Regions from separate parts of the Mus musculus genome. Here region 2 is linked to region 1. The links are chromatin contacts, called in public Hi-C maps. All regions are on one chromosome and are shown on one strand. The core of a region is the stretch at or near the end of the contact, and the rest is flanking DNA. Distances in the headings are between cores, read along the strand shown.

Evidence for each region. A called contact is a pair of places that touch in the nucleus more often than the background predicts.
Region 2: a contact with region 1 is called in a Hi-C map of the N1E-115 cell line, with 4 times the contacts expected there. The contact joins two enhancer-like sites. A contact is called at or near these places in 3 of 484 Hi-C or Micro-C datasets (the C2C12 cell line, the N1E-115 cell line and bone marrow-derived macrophages).

The regions. Positions count from the first base shown.
Region 1 is chr3:131,971,919-131,979,689 of GRCm38.p6, reverse strand. It overlaps Gm29865 (a long non-coding RNA gene), which reads right to left. Exons shown (of 3, transcript XR_376086.3): 2 at 5,368-5,461. Among named protein-coding and RNA genes, the nearest start is that of Gm29949, 32 kb to the left of the region's middle. Within about 2 kb of position 3,554, at least 8 of the 459 cell types and tissues checked have an H3K27ac peak or open chromatin away from gene starts, as enhancers often do. A contact at or near this core is called in the N1E-115 cell line, where this site is marked.
Region 2 is chr3:132,346,450-132,354,220 of GRCm38.p6, reverse strand. No RefSeq gene overlaps it. Among named protein-coding and RNA genes, the nearest start is that of Gm30147, 130 kb to the left of the region's middle. Within about 2 kb of position 3,885, at least 3 of the 459 cell types and tissues checked have an H3K27ac peak or open chromatin away from gene starts, as enhancers often do. A contact at or near this core is called in the N1E-115 cell line, where this site is marked.

The DNA.
Region 1 (7,771 bases), core at 2,305-4,804:
AATGCTTAATAGGCTCTATTCATCCTTGTGGTAAGGCCCACACTGAAATGTCCTATCCACCTCCAATGACAATAACTTGGCTCCCTCTTGGTCTACTATGCCTGGTATTTTTACTCTGTCTCCCCTCACTCCTTCCCATCAGCCGCATCAATACCAGATCAAATCACCCAAGAATACTCTACCCATTATGTCACCTTCCTATTAAATAGCTCTTCAAAGGGCCCCGTTGTGCGTGGGGATAAAGTCTAAACTCTTTCATCTTTCTTCCATCTCTATTTCGATCTCATTTTCTCCTGTCCTCCAGAATGAACTTCCTCACTCTAGCAAGGTTCTCTCTCAACACACAGCTCTGCCACGGGATTGCCTCCACACTCATCCAATGGAAGACTTCTAATCCCACAGTTTACCTGCATAAACTGTGCTCACTCTCATCTCAATTCCTGCCTGCTCTGTGAGGCTCTCTGGTCTCCTCTCACTAACTTCTGTCATGCTTATTGTATAAAGCATAATTAATTTTCTGTATATATACATATAATTAAATTTTCTTCAATTAAGTCATAATTATCTCAAGGAAAAGATACTCTTTGGTTTCTCAACACAGTGGGACTGGTGAATTTATTTCCCCTCTTATTTTCCTCAAATGAAGTACTTTAGGGGAAAATAAATTTTCTCAGCTCATATTGAAGCAATCATACTGACAGCTTTCTGTGAAATTGTTAGTTAAACTACTGTTTTCTCTGACGGTCACACTCAGGAGAGGAAGCTAGAGCCACTAGCTCTCATCTAAGTAGGAATGCCTCCTTTTAATTAAAAATATGAGCCCCCTTGATGCTGGTGATTGTACACTTGACACTATACCTAACAGAAACTATCTGCATCGCCTGACACTTCTAAGTACATTTACATTAATCACAGTCAGCAGCATAGCCATGAAGTTAGAAATTGCTTTATGGCTCTCTGTGGCATATGCCATTTCTGTGGTTTGTTCGTAGTTAATTGAGGTAAGTATAGATTCCAGGGCACTTTAGCATAACTCCATTTCTCAAAAATCTCACACTCTTTTATTTCACTAGAGCTGCCCTAAATGAGGTTTGTTTTGTTTTGTTTTGTTTTGTTTTTTCCCTTAAGAAATGTCACTGTTTTCCTTATTAGCACACAGAATAATTTTTGACTTGGTTTGAAGGCAAGTGTGCAGAAACAGAGAAGTGACCATGTGACCTCCAGTGACCCCCATGTAATTGCCATAAATACAACAAAATGCTAAAATTTCATACTAATGAAGACAAGTTTATAATCAATACAAACATACAAAAGCCATGTAGCATAAAGAAAATACTGCAGAAAATGAAGTGCAACCTCTTTCCCTTAGAGTGTGGAAAGTTTTTTCCTCTCCATTGGGGCCTTCTCTTGTTTCCTTTGAAATTTATATCAAAGCATTCTATGATCCATGTATATTTTAGATTTACAAGAAATAATATAAGCAGAGTATCTGTAATCTGAAAATGTGAAATGCAAAGAATTTGATTGACCTGGTACCACAAGTGAAAAATATCCATATCCAACCTAGATGACCTGTCACAGCCAAAACTCAGGCACATTAACATATCCTAAAACACAGTTGTGAATGCTGTATAAGCAAAATATAAATGAAAGCACACATATGTGAATAAAAGATATAAATTATACATGACTGAGTACCACATTTAAACTTGAACTACATTTCCAACATGAATATTTTAAATATGTCCCATTCCAAATACATCCCCCTAAGTAAAAGGAACACCCACAAATCTAAACCAATTTTCACCCAGGCTATTTGGATAAGGTCCACTCAACCTGTACACCGAATTTTTTCATGTTCAGGAAACCTTACAAACCCTTCCTTTGTAGTTCTACCAGCCATCCATAATGTTAATAATCCCAGAAAATACCCATTTGCTCAGCCTAAAACAACCATCAAAGAAAATTCACTCACTAAATGTCCTGCCTGTCTATGATGAAATAGTCTAAAATGCTATACAACATACAATACAACAATCTCCGCACTCCTTACATGATTTTATGAACAGGTCTGTATTCTACGTCATAGTAGACTTGACAATAAGACTTTGATCATAGTCCCTTTTTGCTTTTATGTGTTTAGCCTAAAGCATCCAATTCCTTTAATCGATGTTCATATAGAGCCTCCTTGATCATTGTACTTATTGTTGTCTGGGACCCCTCCAGGTCTTTCTTGTTTAAGAAGTGGTGGTCGGGAGAATAGAGATGACTCCAGTTCTTATGCAATCATGGATGATGTCTCCTGGTTTGTTTCCAGGGCTCTTTGTGAGGTAGGCCATTGGTGCTCTGGGCGGGGGGAGGCAATCTGAAATCATTTCTTACTTGTGTGCATCAGAGAGTTCATCTTTTACAAGTTGACATTCAAATAATCAAGAACTCATCCTTTGATTTATTCCTGCACCCGGCAGCTTTTTTTCCGCATCACAGTTAGTAAGTTCAGTTGGAGAGATTTGTTCCTTTAAAGTTTTTTTTTAATATTACCAGTCTTTCAGGGCAGCCTTCCTCAGAGGTCGCCCTACCACCATGTTTACCCCCGTCAGTCTCACATTTTGCTTCCTGTCTTTCAGGGAGTCCTTAACACACAATAAAAGCGTTTTCCCCAAAGACATGGGAACTATTTTTAAAAGTGTCTTTTATCAAATAGTTTATTTTTACAGTGTGTATTAAAGCAATCTGACCGTGTTTTACAAATTCCAACATCTTGTCCTGGGAACTAGTGAAAGCAATTTTTCACATATTTCTACTGAATGCATTTAAATGCAAGAGAATTCCACTGATCTCTAGGCATTAGCAAGTTAGAGTTGCCAGTTATAGAGCCTGGTCCCTCACCTCACGACATTCTGTATCTGGAATTTCTTTGTAGATTTTTTTTTTTCCTTTTTACAGCTGGCTTTGTATTCTCTGTTTGTTTGGGTTAGTTGGTTTCCTAAAAGGTAAAATATGAAGGCTACCCAAAATGAATATGATACCAATATATCCATGTACTTATAGATAGGAAACTACTCAGATAATGTTGTATGATGCTGTGTTTATTTAAATTAAGGTTACAAAATAATTGTAACTCACAGTAAGAAAAGAAGGTTCATTTTCGGATCTTAGAGTATGTGACAGTATGAGAACTTCATTGAAGTCACTGGAACCACACAGACCCCCTCCTCCGCATGTACCCATGGTCCTTATATACTAACACTTATTGTAGCATTTGTAAAGATGCGCCATCAGTCAGGACTCCTAAAACATATTGAGACAGCATGCAAGGATGTAACATCCCCACAATTGATGACCATCCAAAACTGGGAAACAAATGCTAAGTTGTATTCTGGAGTACAGTTGTCAGCCATGTTCACAATATCTGCACTACAGTCTTTATATCACGTACAGAACACAAAGCATGAGCTCTGCATCTGCTTTCTCTCAGTCAAGGGTACAGATGAGCTTCAAATTCCAAAGGCCAGCGCCTTAGAATCACTCTGTTAATGGTCAGCATTGCCCTCTAGTGGCAAGCACGACTAACCACAGCTTTGTCCTCCTTCAGTGACCCCAGAGGGCAGCCAGACGGGGCAGATTTGAGGAAGAGAAAAAGTACCAATGTTGGCAACACCAATTATCAAATGGAACCAGATTTTGACATTTATGATTTTTTTTTTTAGCATGAGCATTTTTTTCCAGTCTCTGGTGGAAGCCTGGAGGTTCATGGAGCCTGATGGAAAAACTAAGGATACTGGTCTGAAGTGTGTGTGTGTGTGTGTGTGTGTGTGTGTGTGTGTGTGTGTGACGTGACCTCAGGAGGTCTCTCAGGATCTCATGTAAACTAAAGAGTGTAAGTGTAGATCTTGCATGTGTGCAGGTCTTGTATATGTGTAGAACTTGCATTTTGCAGATCTTGCATATGTACAGATCTTGCATGTGTGAAGATCTTGTATATGTGTAGATCTTTCATTTGTATAGATCTTGCACGTGTGAAGATCTTGCATATGTGTAGATCTTTCATGTGTGTATATCTTGCATGTGTGCAGACCTTGTATATGTGAAGATCTTGCATATGTGTAGATCTTGCATGTGTGAAGATCTTGTATATGTGTAGATCTTTCATGTGTGTAGATCTTGCATGTGTGCAGATCTTGTATATGTGTAGATCTTGCATGTGTGAAGATCTTGTATATGTGTAGATCTTTCATATGTGTAGATCTTGCATGTGTGATCTTGCATATGTACAGATCTTGCATGAGTGAAGATCTTATATATGTGTAGATCTTGCATGTGTGAAGATCTTGTATATGTATAGATCTTTCATGTGTGTAGATCTTGCATGTGTGTAGATCCTGCATGGGTCTCCTTTTATTGTCTTCATATGTTGCATGACAAACTAAGAAAGACAGTGATCAGTCAGTCAAAAGCAGAATCAAAAGCTCCTTTATTCAGAAAAGTGATGAGACTTTAGAGATGAAAAGAGAAGAGGAAGAGAGAATAGTTTCTACCTCCATTTCCAGGTACAAAGGAAACAAAGAGGGAGGGGGAAACTCTTTAGTTTCCTAACTCTCTTAGAGAAATCAAGCACACACATACATATAAATAAATATGTAAAGAAACAAAACAAAACAATACAAAAGAGGAAACACATACTTAGGCTGAATACAAATATGGAGCCTTTAACTTTCTCCAAGAGGTGGTCAAAACTAGGTAACTTAGTAATGAATCATCTATTGCAGTTATTTTGTGTATGGCTGTATGTACATGCAAGCATGTGTGTGCAGGTACAAATGTATACATGATATGGAAGCCAGAGGACAACCTTGGAATCTCAAGAGCCTTCCACCTTTGTTTTGATACAGAATCTAGAACTTGCCAAGTAGATTAGGCTAGCTGTCCAGAGAGCCCCAGGAGCCCACCTGATGCTGCCTCCCTAGCTCTTAGATGACATCCATAGGCAACCATAGCTGGTTTTTTGTATGAGCTCTGGATCCTCCTGTTTCACTGATGGAGCGCTCTCACCAGCCCTGTTGCAATCACTTTTGACGAGAAGCAAAAAAACAGATGCAGAAATGTGACTTGGCTCCTTGAGATCCTAAGTCAGCCAGGAGAATGCTGTGATTTGGATCCCTGCTTGGGGAGCACTTTTTCATCCTGTGGATGTGGCACACCTAATGACAGCAAAACATCTGTTCACCTTGACACCTGCCTTTGAAGAAAACCAAAAGCCAGATAAGCTCCCGCACATGCTCCAGCCAGGTCTGATGATCCTCTGAAAGGTCTGAGGAAAGTAAATCCCAGGGATCAAATATCAGCGCTCACTCCTTGAGGACTTACCTGTTCACAAGGTCAGGCTAGGCAACGTATTCGTAAATGCAGCAACAGTATAGGCTGGCAAATAGCCTTCGTAACCGCAAAGGGATTCTTGGTCCTGAGGAAAAGAAAGACCATGTTTTGACTTTCAGGATTTCTACAACTCCAAGAAGATTTATAATTCTATAAATCAGAATACTGCCACAATGGAGAGGCCCAGAGAGGCTAAGGGAATTACTCAAAGACACACAGCTCTTCAGTGGCTTAGTCATATGCATCATCTAATTCAATTACTATTAACTGGACGCTTGGAGGGCTTTGGATTTGTACAAACCTGCTGTGGTTTGGGAGCAAGTGAGAAGCACGCTGCTCAGTGTCTTTGGAACGTACTTCAATGAAGTGACGCTTGGGTAGCTGCTTGATGAATGAGTTTTCCAACTGCTTCTTATTCTAACATAGCCGTAGAGCAATAATGACGACGTTACATTGTTTCCCTGGTGCCTCCTAAATCCTTGCTACATCCACTAACTTTGGTATGACACTCATATTCTATATCCTAAATGTTTTGTTTAAAATGACTTAAATATCTCATAATATTCTGTCTCCAAAACAAAAAAAGGAGCATATCTCAATAAAAAGCTTTTATCGTGAACTCTGTGACACTGGGAATCTCCTTTCATTGGCCTGGTTAGGATGGCCATGTCTAATTTGACCTGAGTTTCCGCTAAATTATACTTGAAATCTTTCTCTGGTTAGATTGTTTGAATATCAGATGAATCTTTTCGTGTGACATGAATAAATACAGAGTTACAGAAAGGACAGAAAAATATATAAAGCATTTGTTATGCCACTGGAGAAAATAACATTTTTAATACAGAAAGATATATATATATATATATATATATATATATATATATATATATATATATATATATATCAAGTTTTCAGTTTGGCAACTGAACATCCTGTAATAGTATATAAAGTAGTAAAATTGAAAACTCAGGTTTATTTATAAATTGACTTCCAGTTAATATAAGTGCTTCGAGTGAGAAATGTCCCCCATAGGATCCTGTATTTGAAATCTTGGCCACTAGTTGGCAGCACTGTTTGCATGAGGTTATGGGACTTTTCAAGCATGAAGCCTCACTGGAAGAAATATGTCACAGAGAGCTTCGAGAAGTTATACCCTCGTGTTCTCTCTCTAGGCTGGCTGTGTGAGAAGCGTGATCACCCAGCCCCCAGCCTTGACAACCTGCTGCTGCCACGACTGCTTAGCCACTGTGGATTCTCCCTCCAGATAGTAAGTCAAAGTAAACGCTTCTTCGATGTGTTCCTTTTATGCATTTTTTACAGTAACTAGTAAAAAAAAATTGTTATCAGGAATAGAGTTGTTGCTGCACAGAACATGACAGTGTGGTTTTATGGAAGTATGTGGAGGACTTTGTAATCTTGAACTCAAAAAGTGGTCGAATGCTACAGAGCTTGATGGACCATTCTAGTAGGAGCCTGGAAGTAGTACTAGGAGTGAAGTGGGTGGTGGAGATCCAATTCACTACACATTAGAAGTATAGTTCTAATAAAGACTCCATTGGTCAGTGGGTGAGAGCCCAATCATGTGATATTTGGACAAATAACTGCAAGTTGCCTGTCTGTGTCTTCAAAGCTTGAAAGTCTTTAATCCCAGCACTTGGGAGGCAGAGGCAGGTAGATTTCTGAGTTTGAGACCAGCCTGGTCAACAAAGTGAGTTCCAGGATAGTCAGGGCTATCCAGAGGAACCCTGTCTCGAAAAACCAAAATAAATAAAATAAAATAAAATAAAATAAAATAAAATAAAATAAATGGACTAATTTCTTTGGTGGAGGAAGTTTCAAGACAGCATAACATTGAGTCTCTGGTGCGGGCACTACTGACAACTCTTATCTTGGTCCACAGTGACACAGAACAAGTGGGACAAAAAAGAAAATTGAAAATGTACACATGGGAGAGAAAGGGAACACTGGGAAACTTAATGTCGCCACAAAGGCATGTTCTCAAAAACATACTGAAATTGTTAAAAGATGTTACCATCACTAAGGGGCATGCTTTGCACCAGAAAACTAAGAAAGGTGTTCTGGGTGCAAGACTTCCCTTGCCCCCATCTAAGCTTCTGCCCTATGAAAAGAAAAGGCCTAAAGAGATCTCTGCCATAGCCAAAACTCAAGCACTGTTATTTTAATGTTTAAATGTCTACTACTATTTACTATCTTTATTAAGGAAACTATACATGTGATCAAAATGTCAATATCATGTTAGTCAGCCTAATTAAGAATTATTCTCCGTCTTCTTAGATAGTTAGATGAGTAAGAGGCTATTGAAACACAAAATCATCAAAATTAGTCACTCCTGGTAAAAAGAAATAAAAGAAAGCGTTTCAAGTTAATTCAAGTC
Region 2 (7,771 bases), core at 2,636-5,135, 370 kb before region 1:
GGCAAATGATTCTGGAGGTTCTTTCTGGGGATGTTTCAAATCACAAATCTAAGTTACATTTCAGATATAGAAATGTCTAGGATTTCTATAACTTTTTCAGTTTTGGCAATATATATGTATATATTTGGAATTTGCCCATTTCCTCTGGGTTGTGGATTTTATTGGTGTAAGATATGCTCATAAATATTGTCAGACACTTCATAACTGTGGCTATATATGTTAATAATCTCCTTAACATCAGCAATAGATGGCTTATTTTTTTGTCAGAATATCTAGAAATTTATCATTTCATCAATAGTTCAGGTTCATTGACTTTTATTTTTATTATTATTTTTCATGAATAGAAGTTTTTATTTTTGTGCTTGTTTCTTAAGGTTCTGGTCCAAACCTGAGTGACTCTGTGGCCTCAGGCTTCCAGCATGTGTGCTACCTATATAGGTGGAAAATGTATGGCAGAGCAGTTAGCTGTCATTGTGAGCCAAGAGAGGATGGAGAAGACGAAACCAGCACTGAGAATCCCTCTTTGAGGACACTCCTCCTTGACCTGAAAACCTCACACAAGGACAGTTTTCTATAAGCCCCACCACCTCTCTGTGGCAGCACCATGGCAACCAGGTCCTATAGCACACTAACCACTGGAGAACACAGTTTGTATTCAAGCCATTGCCTGGCGGGGGGATGGATGGAATTCAGGCAGTGAGAGGACTATTGGGTCCTCCCATCCCTGGTCTCCCAGGTGAGCACTACAGAGACCAGGATCTGGTTTTCTTCATGTCCCACCTGGCAAGCTCACCATTTCCATGTGGCTTCCAGTCATGACCAGGGAGGGCGAGGGGAACAGGGGAGCTGGTGGAGTTTCCCTGATGGCTGCATCAGTAGCAGTGGTGTTATTTCCTGTCACTACCAAGCAAGGTCAGGCTGAGGTCATACTCACTTCTCAAGGGAAACACAACCTGCTTTAATTTTTTTTTTTTTAAGTCTAGGCTAAAGCTGGGTGTAGTGGCATGCACCTAAAATCCTAGATACTCAGAGCCTGTGGTAGAAGGATTGTGAACTCAAAGCCAGCCGGGCTTATACAGTGAGGTCCCTGTCTCAAGAATAAATAAACCAGCTAACTAAGCTGATAGAAACCAATTAATATGTTAATTATGTTAATATAGGTAAGATTTAAGTCACTTTTATGAATTTATCTCCAGTTATGGTTTTGTTTAATTAAAATTATTTATTACTTATTTGTGTGTATGCCAGGGTATTTGTGTGGAGGTCAGTGGACAACCCAAGACAATTGGTCTCTCCTTCCATTGTGTGGGTCTGAGGACTCAAACTCAGTCTTAAGGCTTGGTGGCAAGCCCCTTAAATCCCTGAGCCATTTCATTGGCCCCTCCAGTTGGGTTTGAAACATAATGTTGTAAAGGGAAAGGGCCTGGGTTTTAATTATTCAATGAGTTATTAATAATTTTTGTTCGTCTTTTTTTTTTTTTGAGACAAATTTTCCTTTATAGTCCAGGCAGGTTTCAAATTCCTATGTCGCCCAGGCTGGCCTCAAACTGACAACCCTCCTGCCTCAGCCTCTAGAGTGCTGGGATTACAGATATGAGCCATCACATCTGGCCAGTTGCTGGTATCCGACAAGGAATGGAAAGGGGAGTTTTTTTGCTGCAGAAAAGGAAATCTGAGATGATTTAGTTTTTCCATTCCTCTTATAAAAGAGGATCAGGTTGTGAGACAATATTTTTGGTGTTAATAGTGCACACTACCTACACTGGTAGGATTTGCTGAAGGTTCAGAGGCAGGAGGATCATGAGTTTGTTGACTTTCAATTCAATTAAAGTTTAACTAATTTGACTAATTAATTGAAATGCTCATTTATTGTAGTTCTTGTTACTATAGACACTTACAGTATAAATGACTCCTGATGCCCATTTCCTCCAACTAGACTCCACTGCCCGGTCTCTACTCCCCTCTAGTCGTAGACTCCATTTTATATCCATCAATGGATTACTTTATTGATTAGTCAGGTACCACTAGCTGAGTACCAAGAGTGAGACATGAATGCTTCTAGCCCATAACAATATATGACTATAATTGTGAATAATGACCTTTAAAATTCTGTCAGACTTTCTTACCAATTTAAATTTTTTGATTGAGGGCCAATGTATCTTTTTTTGTATGTTGACTCTTTAATAGTGTGAAATACATTTTTACCTTGCTAATACTCTTGGTATTTAAGTATATTTTGTCTTATATTTTGCATGTGTAACAACCATTGCATTATTAATGGTGCTTTTATGTTATTTGACTTCGTGCTTTTAACGAATTTGATAGCTACATACATTTTTTTGTGGTCTAACAATTTTCTCCTCTTAATTGGGATACGTAGACCATGTTTTGTGGGGATTAGGTTTTGAAGACTAGGTTGGATTTTAAGCATGAATAGTGGATTTCCATCATGTCTACCCTACCATCTCATCCCTCAAACTCCTCCCATGCCTCTCAGTCCCATCTTAAACTCATGAATTATTATCTGGATATTCATTTAAATAATTGCATAGCCTGCTGACTCTTTAGCGCTGCTCGTATTATGTATGTGTTCAGTGCTGACCTCATGAGATTGTACACTTTATCAATGGTCTCCTACCTGCAGGTGACTGATTATCTCTCAGTAGCCATTACATACCTACAGCTCTATAACTGTGGATGGGGCTTTCTGAGATTTGTTTCATTCGTGTGGTGATATCAACTGGTGTTCTTATGGTGAGAATCTTGTTAAGGCAATCTGTTAGTATTTTCTGATGTGACTTCTCATCAAATATAGAAGACCATGTCTCACAGCAGATACCTTTGGTCTCTACCTCTTAAATTCTTTCCTCCTCCTCTTCCATGGTGTTCCTTGACTTTTAGGGGGAAGGTTTGAGTTTTAAATGTGTCAATCAGTTTTGGGGACCTCATGGTCTGTTTTTTTTTTTTTCATTTTCACCAGTTCATGATTTCTATAATTATCTTTGTCTTCTTCAAGAAGCCAATTTGACTACTACTGAGAGCTATACTTATTTTTGGATATAAGAATAAATACTGAGATGATAGTTGGGAATTGCACTGGTTTAGAAAAATGGCAGTTTCTTCATAGCACCACCCATAATTTCATCAGCTGTGTGGAGTTGTCCAGGTGTGAATTCCAGACTACTGGGTGATTCTTAAGTCCAATTATGTGACTCCTTGGTTACCCCAAGATGTACATATTATTGCATCCTTATTAGTATCTTGTCATTCTGTGTGGTTCATAGCCTGTACAGATGGATTGGAATATTAATAATTTTTTTTCTCCTTGGCCACTTGTGTATCACATTTGGACCATAGGAGAGCCTGTCCTTATGGCAGAGCCTTCCAGGAGAGTTCTACCTTGATTCTTATGCCTGAAGTGTGTCTTGTCTTCAGCAATGGGGTCTTCCAACAATAAGACCTTACTTTCTAGTTCTGGGAGGCAACCAAGGGTAATAGCAATCACCTGCATTGTTTTGAGAGCCTTTTGTTAAGTCCCATGTCCAACAAGTCAAAGACAGATGTCCCCTGCCTTGTCACTCAGGTTTTCGGTTATGGCTCTTGAGGGGAGATTTATCAACCTAAGTGGTGTATCTTCTTTGAAACTATTTGTATATAAAAATATATTCACATATACTTATGTGTTTTAAAACAAACACAAAATAGTATGTTTTCCTATGGCCTTTTCCATCACTCTAAGTATTCCTTCTACCCCCACCCACCTTCTCTCCTTGTTGTGCCCCCTCTCCTGCTCTCATCTGGAGCTTCCCCCATGGCCTGTGTCTGACCCCCACCTTCTCTCCCTGTTGTGCCCCCTCTCTAGCTCTCATCTGTAGCTCCCCCATGGCCTGTGTCTGACACTTTCCTTCCTTACTGCTCCTTTCCCTTACATGTCCCTTTTTGCGTTCCTGGTTTCTGTCATTATCCCAAACTCATATAGTCACATCTAAAGATCCAGAGATACGATGCTCAAGTGAGGACAGACATGCAGCATGCGTCTTTCTGGGTCTGGGTTTTTATCAGCTCTGAGCCATTTTCACTGTTTGAATTTCCTGCCTCTGAGTCACATTGATCTGCTTATTGGGATGTCTGGGGCTTTTCACTAGTCAGGAAATGTCATTAATACATTACTTGCTATCTAGACCTTGTATTTCTCTAAATTCTCTCTGGAAGAAAGTTATCTGTTTGCAAATTGGTTTGATTATTTCAAGTCTTATTTCTAGTTGGAGAGAGCCTGTGGTAGCCCTTCATCCAGAGAGAGTTTGGCTGCACTCCTTCTTAATCCCCCTTGAATCTTTGGAATTTGTGTGAGATTTGGGCAGATGCAGATGCTGCAAGATTGTGGTTGAGTTGCATTCTTTCTCTGAGGTGGTCTAAGAGTCACGAGTCTCTCTGGTGCTTTGGGCAGCCCTGTAGAGTTTCAGGATAGGTGCTCCTGGGTGGTTATTCAGTAAAGCTTCAATGGGTCTCTGTTACAGATTTATAGAGTTCTCATTCTGTGTGTTGTTGCCTTCTCCCCTTATTTATTTATTTATTTATTTATTTATTTATTTATTTATTTACACTCCAGGTTTTATTCCCATCCTGGTCCACCCTCCAAATGTTCCATGTCCTATACCTCCTCTCCACCCCACCCCTGTCTCCAAAAGGATGCGCCCCCTCAACTCCACCAGACCTCTAAACTCCCTGGGACCTCCAGTCCCTTGAGGGTTAGGTGCATCATCTCTTACTGAACACAGACCCGGAAGCCCACTGCTGTATGTGTGTTGGGGGCCTCATATCAGCTGGTGTTTGCTGCCTGGTTGGTGATCCAATGTCTGAGAGATCTCGGGGTTCAGGTTAATTGAAACTGCTGGTCCTCCTAAAGGGTTTCTCTCCTCCTCAGTTACTTTCTACCTTTCCCTAAGTCAGCCACAAGCGTCAGCAGCTTCTGTTCATTGGTTGGGTGCAAATACCTGCATCTGACTCAGCTGCTTGTTGGGTCTTTCAGAGGGCAGTCATAATAGGTCCCTTTTTGTGAGCACTCCATAGTCTCAGTAATAATGTCAGGCCTCCCCTTGAGCTGGATCTCACTTTGGGCCTGTTTCTGGACCTTCTTTTCCTTGGGCTTTTCTTCATTTCCATCTCTGCAGTTCTTTCAGACAGGAACAGTTATGGTTCAAAGTTTTGACTGTGGGATAGCAACCCCATCACTCACTTGATGCCCTGTCTTTCTGTAGGAGGTGGGCTCTACAAGTTCTTTCTTCTCATTGTAGGGCATTTCATCCAGAGTCCCTCCCTTAGAGTCCTGATTGTCTCTCACCTCCCAGATCTCTGGTACATTCTGGAGGGTCCCTCCCCCAACCTTCTACCTCCTGAGGTTACCTGTTTCCATTCTTTCTGCTGGCCCTCAGGGTTTCAGTCCTTTTCCCCCCACCTAATACTCAATTATATTCCCCTTTCCTCCACCCTGTCTCCATTCCCACTCAGGTCCCTCCCTCCCGCCTTGTGATTGCTTTCTTCTCCCTTTCTAGTGGGACTGAGACATCCTCACTTGGGCATTTTAGCTTGTTAACATTTTTTAGTTCTGTGGACTGTATCATGGGTATTCTGCACTTATTTTTTGGCTAATATCCACTTATTAGTGAGTACATACCATGCATGTCCTTTTGGGTCTGTCTGAGTTACCTCACTCAGGATAATATTTTCTAGTTCCAGCCATTTGCCTGCAAAACTCAGGATATCCTCTTTCTTAATAGCTGAATACTATTCCATTGTGTAAATGAACCACATTTTCCGTATCCATTCTTCTGTCGTGGAACATCTAGGTTGTTTCTAGCTTCTTGCTATAACAAATAAGGTTGCTATGAACATAGTGGAACATGTGCCCCTGTGGCATAGTGGGGCATCTTTTGGGTATATTCACAAGAGTGGTATTGCTGGATCTTTAAGTATATCTTTTTTCAATTTTCTGAGGAAACTCCAGATTGATTTCCAGAGTGGTTGTACCAGTTTGCAATTCCACCAGCAATGGAGGAGTGTTCCTCTTTCCACATCCTTTCCAGCAGGTGCTGTCATTTGAAATTTTTTTATTTTAGCCATTCTAATCAGTGTGAGGTGGAATCTCAGGGTCGATTTGATTTGCATTTCTCTGACTGCTAAGGACTTTGAACATTTTTTAGGTGCTTCTCAGCCATTCAAAATTCCTCTGTTGTGAACTCTTGGTTTAGTTCTATACCCCATTTTTTGATTGGGTTGTTTAGTTTTTTTGGTGGTTTTTTATAAAGTTTGGTTCTTCCTGAGTTCTTTATATATTGTGGATGTTAGACCTCTATCGGATGTGGGGTTAGTGAAGTTTTTTTTCCCCGATCTGTAGGCTGCCGATTTGCCTTATTGACTATGTCCTTTGCCTTACAGAAGCTTTCCAGTTTTATGAGGTCCCATTTGTGAATTCTTGATCTTAGAGCATGCGCCATTGGAGTTCTGTTTAGGAAATTTTCCCCTGTGCCAATGAGTTCAAGGCTTTTTCCCACTTTCTCTTCTATTAGATTGAGTGTATCTGGTTGTATGTTGAGGTCCTTGATCCACTTGGCATTGAGCTTTGTGTAAGGTGACAAATATGGGTCTATTTTCATTTTTCTACATACAGCCATCCAGTTAGACCAGCACCATTTATTGAAGATGCTTTCCTTTTTCCATTGTATATTTTTGGCTTCTTTGTCAAAGATCAAGTGTGAATAAGTATGTGGTTTTATTTCTGGGTCTTCAATTCTATTTCATTGATCTGCCTGTCTGTCTCTGTACCAATACCATGCAGTTTTTATCACTATTACTCTGTAGGAAAGCTTGAGGTCAGGGATGGTGATTCCCCCAGCCATTCTTTTATTGTTAAAATTGTTTTCGCCATTTTGGGTATTTTGCCTTTCCATATGAATTTGAGAATTGCTCTTTCTGTGTCTTTGAAGCATTGTGTTGGGATTTTGTTGAGGATTGCATTGAATGTATAGATTGCCTTTGGTACGATGGCCATTTAGGCCATCTTTCCTTATTTTAATTGCCTCCACTTCCCTTTCCTCATGGTAGAGAATATGTTACCAGAAGCTGAGACTGTTTTCAAAGGTTCACATCATGTGTTTCTTTTCTTTGAGAAATCTGAGTTCTATGCTGTCCTGTGATGATGGAGATCATGCTTAGGTACACATTGATTTTGTTAGAATTTACTGCAATAGCAATGGGTACATTTTGGGTGTTTCTTTTTAATAAGAGACCCCACGCTAGACAAAAGAAATAAACAGGAAAAAGAGCCAAAGAAAAAAGCACAAGAAACCCATAGATGCAGAAACATCTATTTGTTTGTTTTTATTTAATCTTATTTTTTAGATTCCCGTTTGCTTTCTAATGGAGGGGGAAGAGGGAGAGAGAGAGGGAGAGAGAGGGGGGAGGGAGGGAGGTAGGGAGGGAGGGAGAGAGAGGAGAGAGAGAGAGAGAGAGAGAGAGAGAGAGAGAGAGAGAGAGAGAGAGAGAGAGATTCCAGACTGTTTACCTTTCTATTGTGGAACAAAATTTCCCCTAAGAATTGGGACTTTTTCCCCTTGACAATGGATGCCACTGTTTAGATAACATCTTTTCCAGATAGAGTCACATTTTAATTTTAATCCAAATCATTCAAATTGCAATGTTAGGTGTCCTAGATTCCTCATTGCTTTGTTTGCAACCATTCTGGCTGCTTCTTTTGGTGACTGGTTCTGGTCCT